Regions from separate parts of the Lactuca sativa genome. Here region 1 is linked to region 2. Evidence: chromatin contacts called from public Hi-C data. All regions are on one chromosome and are shown on one strand. Each heading gives the region's core, a stretch centred on a gene start, on an enhancer-like site or on the middle of the called end of the contact. The rest is flanking DNA. Distances are from core to core; before and after follow the strand shown. Region 1 holds the start of LOC111877160 (probable 2-oxoglutarate-dependent dioxygenase AOP1). Region 2 holds the start of LOC111877125 (pleiotropic drug resistance protein 1).

Region 1 (3,116 bases), core at 381-2,880, 380 kb after region 2:
TTGACACGCATTTGCGCGTCGTCTGAGCCGTTTACGACGCGCAATGAGCGTCGTAAAAGGCTGTTTTTCTAGTAGTGACTTTAAAAAGACCCTCACTAAGATATCCCTTTCCAACATGTAAGGTATTGTTGAAACTTTGTTTAATGAAATTAGCCTTGTAGGACTTGTCCAATACTGGAAGCAAGAAAGAAAAATCTCTTCCTTATAAGCATAAGCATTACTAGTTTATCAATATGGATAAAACATTAGGCTAAGATGGATGAGCTTGGAATGTTGTTTTAGGCTATCTTAATTGGGCATAAATTTAGGCTTAATTAAAAAGATATTTAATTAATCAGGCAGACCCCAAGAGGCCCAAGGCCTAATGCCAATCCATGCAGCTTGTATATATATTTATTATTTGTACTTTACATGGAAACAAGAAACAACTTGAAACATATAATATGATCAAACATACATCCGGTGCTACCTTGATTTTGAACAATATACAACTCAAATTCCACAGTAAGATTTGATGGGGCACTTAGATCTCTTCCCTTCATCTGTGTAATAGTAATGAATGTATTTGTAGTTGTCGAATGCCTCAAATTGTAGAGGATTGTCTTCATCAACGAGTTCTTGAGGAATCTCTATATTCAAATCCCTGATAAACGTAAATAACCCTAATGAAAATCGCTCTTCATTTCCTTGCATCATCACCCTATGACACGGTGCTTCAATTCTTCCATTTGTCCATGCCTATGAAAATGCAAACATCATAAATTTCACAGATTTTCACAATACTATTAATACTAGCTAGTTAGTATGCTACCTACCATGCAAGCATCGCCTGCCATGACTATGAATGATGACGGAGAAGGATCAACTTCAATCCATTGTCCATCTTTTGTCTTTATCTCCAAACCCTTTACTTGTTTTTGATGAAGAATGGACATGAAACTCTTATCAGTGTGAGGAACAAGACCTAGATTTTGCCCATTGCCTTGAGGGCATAGGTACTTTATGAATCGAAGAAGATAAGTTGTCGACCCAAAGAGAGACTTATAGTGTTGTTCTATTCCGTAACTTTTTGCTACCATCCCCATAACTATCTGATCTAATTCCGCTACAGCCTTTGAGAACATCAATGCACTTTTACTAAAAAAAAATGTGAAAAATGAATTATTAGTAGATGTTGGATATAACGTAAAGTAAGAAAGCATACCTAAAACTTTCATTCCCATAAGGCCACATGAGTTTTGTGAATCTTTCAGCTCCTTTCGTAGTTGTTGCATCCTCAATGCCTAAGCCTTCGTAAAGAGGAACTATGGGTTCTTTCCCAACATAACCATGAGATGGTGTATCTGAAGTGTTTAGGACTTTGGTTTCAATAGGAAGATCAAAAAGGTCTTGTGATGCAAGGAAAATCGAGTCATGGAGTTCTTGAGAAACTCCATCATACATGGCTATGAAACAACCATATTCCTCAAGCCCACGGATAACTTCATCACACTTTGTGATCCAAGAACTTGAAGCAGGGTTTATGTTTTTACGAGTGAGGTCGATAACAGGAAGTTTGGATTGTGTCAAGGACCCCATTATATCGTAGATGTTTGATTTTGTTCTCTACGGGTTTAAAACTCTTTAACACCATTATGATATATAACTAGTATTGCATGCAGAAAATAGTTTAAAATATTGTGTCCTGAAATTTTAAAGTATTGAAGTACATATATGGTAGAACATCATTATCATTAGTGGTCCAATTCCGGAAAACGAAATAGAAGTTTGGTACCACATGAGTCACTTAATAGCTACATGATTGTACCTTTAATTGCTTGATGTTGACTAATTGCTCTTTAGTTCAAGCTAATAAGCTAATAAGACTTAATTAATTGTTTGATTGATGCATGGTCGTTAATCAATATCATTTCTCAAATAAAAAAGTACAAAGGCGATGCTGATTTTCTCATAAAAACATTGTTAAATTTGTCACGGTTACGATAAGTTGTTTACTACGGTCCCCTTTTATGATGTTAGATTTTTGGTATTGTTTTTGTGCGCGTCCTATTCGTGGTGTATGATTATATAATTGTGTCATCCCTATGTTAATCAAATCATGATGGTTCTAATTGCAATAATACATGTCAGAACTCAGAATCTCGATCTTGTTTTGACTACATTAATTTTTTCAATAGACCTACAATATCTGAACCAACAGTTTGCGTATAAAAACAGAGTTCACTCGTGTGTAATGATATCGAGGTGTATGAGTTCACGATATGAACAATTCTTGCACCTGTTACAAACATAGCGCACATCACGGGTTGCATGAGCTATCATCACTTTTAATTTATTATATGATAAAGTAAATATTATAATCTACTTTAGCATTTTCATTTTACTTATAGAAATAAGAATACAATATAATGATATGTTATCTTATATCTTTTCATTCTGATTTTATTCAGTAAAATATTAATCAAGTGGACACACCCTCATTAATTAGAGCAGCATACTTCAGTGGCAAACATGATGCTTACACCTGATCATAGGTTAAATTTTTTACATGTTTAATACAAAAGATATTTAGCGACAAATGATATATTTAAAGATATGTTAAAATAATGCTACTGACAAGTTATCGTGTAATTTTTTTAATGAAAATGTATAATGATTTATAATTAATTCGTTTTGAACATTGAGATATGATGTTTAAAAACATGACCTTAATTTCTTATAATTACACTAAAAAAAGTTGGAAATTGAACATTTGTTTTTCGTCGTTATGGAATGATTCTCCATGAAACCTGCAACTTGTTCCAGCTGATGAGACTTGCCCTGTTTGTCGCAAGGCAGACTTGGATTTTTTTGGAAGCACACAGTTCATTGTAAAGAGCTCTCAGGTTTGAAGTACCAATATGATTTGGTTAGGGATATTCGTTTCGATATATTTAGGCGCACTGGGGTTTCTGCCAAGGAAAAAGCATCTGCGAACTTTCTAACCGACCCATTGGAAGGAAAATCAACACTTAGACCAACTGATGTTTTAGTATTTGGATGGGCTGGAGGGAAGCATCTATGCGTTGATCTAACATGAGCTTTCCCTCTTGTGAGCTTGGGGAGTGAGGTTTTCA
Region 2 (2,910 bases), core at 161-2,660:
GCTGAAGTTCTTTCGGGTACAAATTCATGCAACTCGTGCCCATTGTAAGTCACCTTACCAGAACTCTATATTTACGAAAAAACCAATTACTTGAAGTTCTAGAAGGGTGACGATAAAGATCCACAAAGGGTAAAGATGTAAATTTACCTTAAGCGATTTGTCGAGTGTCCCAGCCAAAGCTAGCAAGAGGGTCGTCTTCCCAGAACTCGGTGGACCCAAAAGTAATGTCATTCTACATAAGTTTTGTTAAAGATTATGAGTACAATTAATTTAATATATAATTTTAATAAAAAAAAATAAGATTGTTTTTATCACCTGCTAGATTTAATGCAACCACTAACATCATCGAGAATGGTTATATGTTTCTTTGAATTCGGAAGTAGATTGAATCTAGCCAATAACCCCTATGAGACATAAAAATGAACAGAAAAAATTAAGTAAAGTATTAAATAGATCAAATCTGACTTTGATTGAATTCTTACCTCGAAAAAGTCAATGTGGAAGTTGATGAAACTAGGTAAAGCTCGACTACCAGTGTTAACATCTGCTTCGACAGTGACATGTTCATATCTAACTTCGATTGTCGGCAAATCAATCCCAACTCTACAAAATTCCCACAAAAAATAACGATCACGATTGAAATCAAGAAATGAAAAAAATAAATAAATAAAGAGGGAAAATGGTAACCTGTCGAGTCTGGCCCTGAGCTTCAACAAGAAGTTCTCATTATCTTCATCGGCAGTTTTGACAAGCCTATCGAGTAAATGCTTTCGATCTTCTACTCCAAGATTGTCGATATCAACTTCGTTAGATGGTCCAGTTGATCCAAAAAGTAAACCTTTCTTTAAACGATCGAAAGTTGGTAGCTTTTCAAGAGAAGCCCATTTAAGAGCTTCTTCATCGTCGTCTTCGCGGGAAGATTTCGAGAAAACATCCATGCCGGAATTCCTCCATACTGAAGTACTTCCAGATCTTAAACTTGGTACTCGTGTACTCCCTGCTCTTAAACTCCCTAACCTTATACTATTAACCGCTTTGTATATGTCACTTCCATCCATTGTTACTGAAAACGCTAATCAAAACCCCCAAATTTTTGGCCAAGAATCCAAAATTTGTATGAACTCCCCTGAAGGAATTAAAAGCCTGGTGGGGTTTTTTGATGAAAGTGGAAGAACAGTGTGATATTTTCTTGAATATGGGGAAGAGAGAGAAAGTGTATCTCGTAGATGTTGTAGTCTGTAAAGATACAAATCTGTATATGGGAGAGGGGAGATTGAAGATGATACAGGAGGGGTGTGTGTGTTGTATCAAGGTGTATATTTTGTAAGGAAAGCAAATCTTCTTTTTAAAGGATTTGAGGCGGCTATGCTAAATGAATGGGAAAGAACAGCGCAGCCTCAGGCGGCTAAGTTTGAATTATTGTTGGAAGATACTTCTTCCTTTTGTTCCAGAACAAAACATCGTAATAAAATGAATAAATTGTAGAATCAGTCCCTTGTACTATTGCTTTTAAATCAGAAATGAAATATATAATATGCCTGTTTCAGTACTTAACAGACCTTCGTTAGTCAAAGTAGTCGAATCCAATTCTGAAAATGTTTTAAAATAGCACTAAAAACATGTCATTATGTACATGTTAACATGCATTCACGCTGCATTGAGCTCCATAAAATTCAATAGATCGTCACATCATTTTTCTATAATCCATAGAAATCTATTATTTTTTTTCTCTACAATGCATTGAACTCTACAAAGTTCAATAAAATGTTACAAAAAATAGTCATTGAACTCCAAATTTATTAAATGTTAAGGTGACATATCATAATAATAGAGTTTTATTCATTGAATGACACATGGGTTTGTCACCTCATTCAAGATTCAACTCTCCAATTGAACTCACCATTATGAATACTCTTATGTATGAGAAAAAAAAACCAAAATGATGTTTGGGTTTAATTATGAAACTGAATCGAATGAGGTTTGGGTTTAATTAGCTTGGTTTATTTAGTTTCCACTTAATTTGGTTTGGTTAACCAAATAAGGTTATTTTATTTGGTTTGGTTTTGGTTAAAATTCATTTTTTTGGTTTAACCGAATAAACTATATAATTAATAAATAAATAGATTTATATTTTATTTCTATAAATTAAATTAAACCTAGGAATAGGCTTTGTTGCTTAATATATATATATATATATATATATATATATATATATATATATATATATATATATATATATATAGTTTGGTTTTGGTTAAAATTCATTCTTTTTGGTTTAACCGAATAAACTATATAATTAATAAATAAATAGATTTATATTTTATTTCTATAAATTAAATTAAACCTAGGAATAGGCTTTGTTGTTTAATATATATATATATATATATATATATATATATATATATATATATATATATATATATATATATATATATATATATATATATATATAGTTTGGTTTTGGTTAAAATTCATTCTTTTTGGTTTAACCGAATAAAATATATAATTAATAAATAAATAGATTTATATTTTATTTCTATACATTAAATTAAACCTAGGAGTAGGCTTTGTTGTTTAATAGATGGTATATATATATATATATATATATATATATATATATATATATATATATATATATATATATATATATATATATAAAAGAAAAATCGTGTCGTCATTTTATATATATGCTACTAGGTGTGAGACTCATGTATTACATGAGTTTATTTAAAAAAAACTAAATACATAATTCTATACTTTTGAAAAGTATGAATTTATAAGAAAAGTGAGAAATATTGAATTATAAAAATTAAAGTGTTTTTTTTCTCGTTTAAATTTAAACAAATAATTTAGATAAATAAATAAAGAAAATTAATGAATCTTTAATTTGGTAATTTTAAAATTAAAAGA

The links. A called contact is a pair of places that touch in the nucleus more often than the background predicts.
Region 1: a contact with region 2 is called in a Hi-C map of leaf, with 5 times the contacts expected there. The contact joins the promoter of LOC111877160 here to the promoter of LOC111877125 in region 2. A contact is called at or near these places in 3 of 4 Hi-C or Micro-C datasets (bud and leaf).

What each region holds. Positions count from the first base shown.
Region 1 is chr4:189,048,682-189,051,797 of Lsat_Salinas_v11, forward strand. It overlaps LOC111877160 (probable 2-oxoglutarate-dependent dioxygenase AOP1), which reads right to left and starts at 1,631. Exons shown (of 3, transcript XM_023873689.3): 1 at 1,205-1,631; 2 at 816-1,137; 3 at 293-738. The coding sequence starts at 1,578. The coding sequence ends at 493.
Region 2 is chr4:188,668,585-188,671,494 of Lsat_Salinas_v11, forward strand. It overlaps LOC111877125 (pleiotropic drug resistance protein 1), which reads right to left and starts at 1,411. Exons shown (of 22, transcript XM_023873658.3): 1 at 688-1,411; 2 at 483-603; 3 at 316-404; 4 at 148-232; 5 at 1-65. The coding sequence starts at 1,058.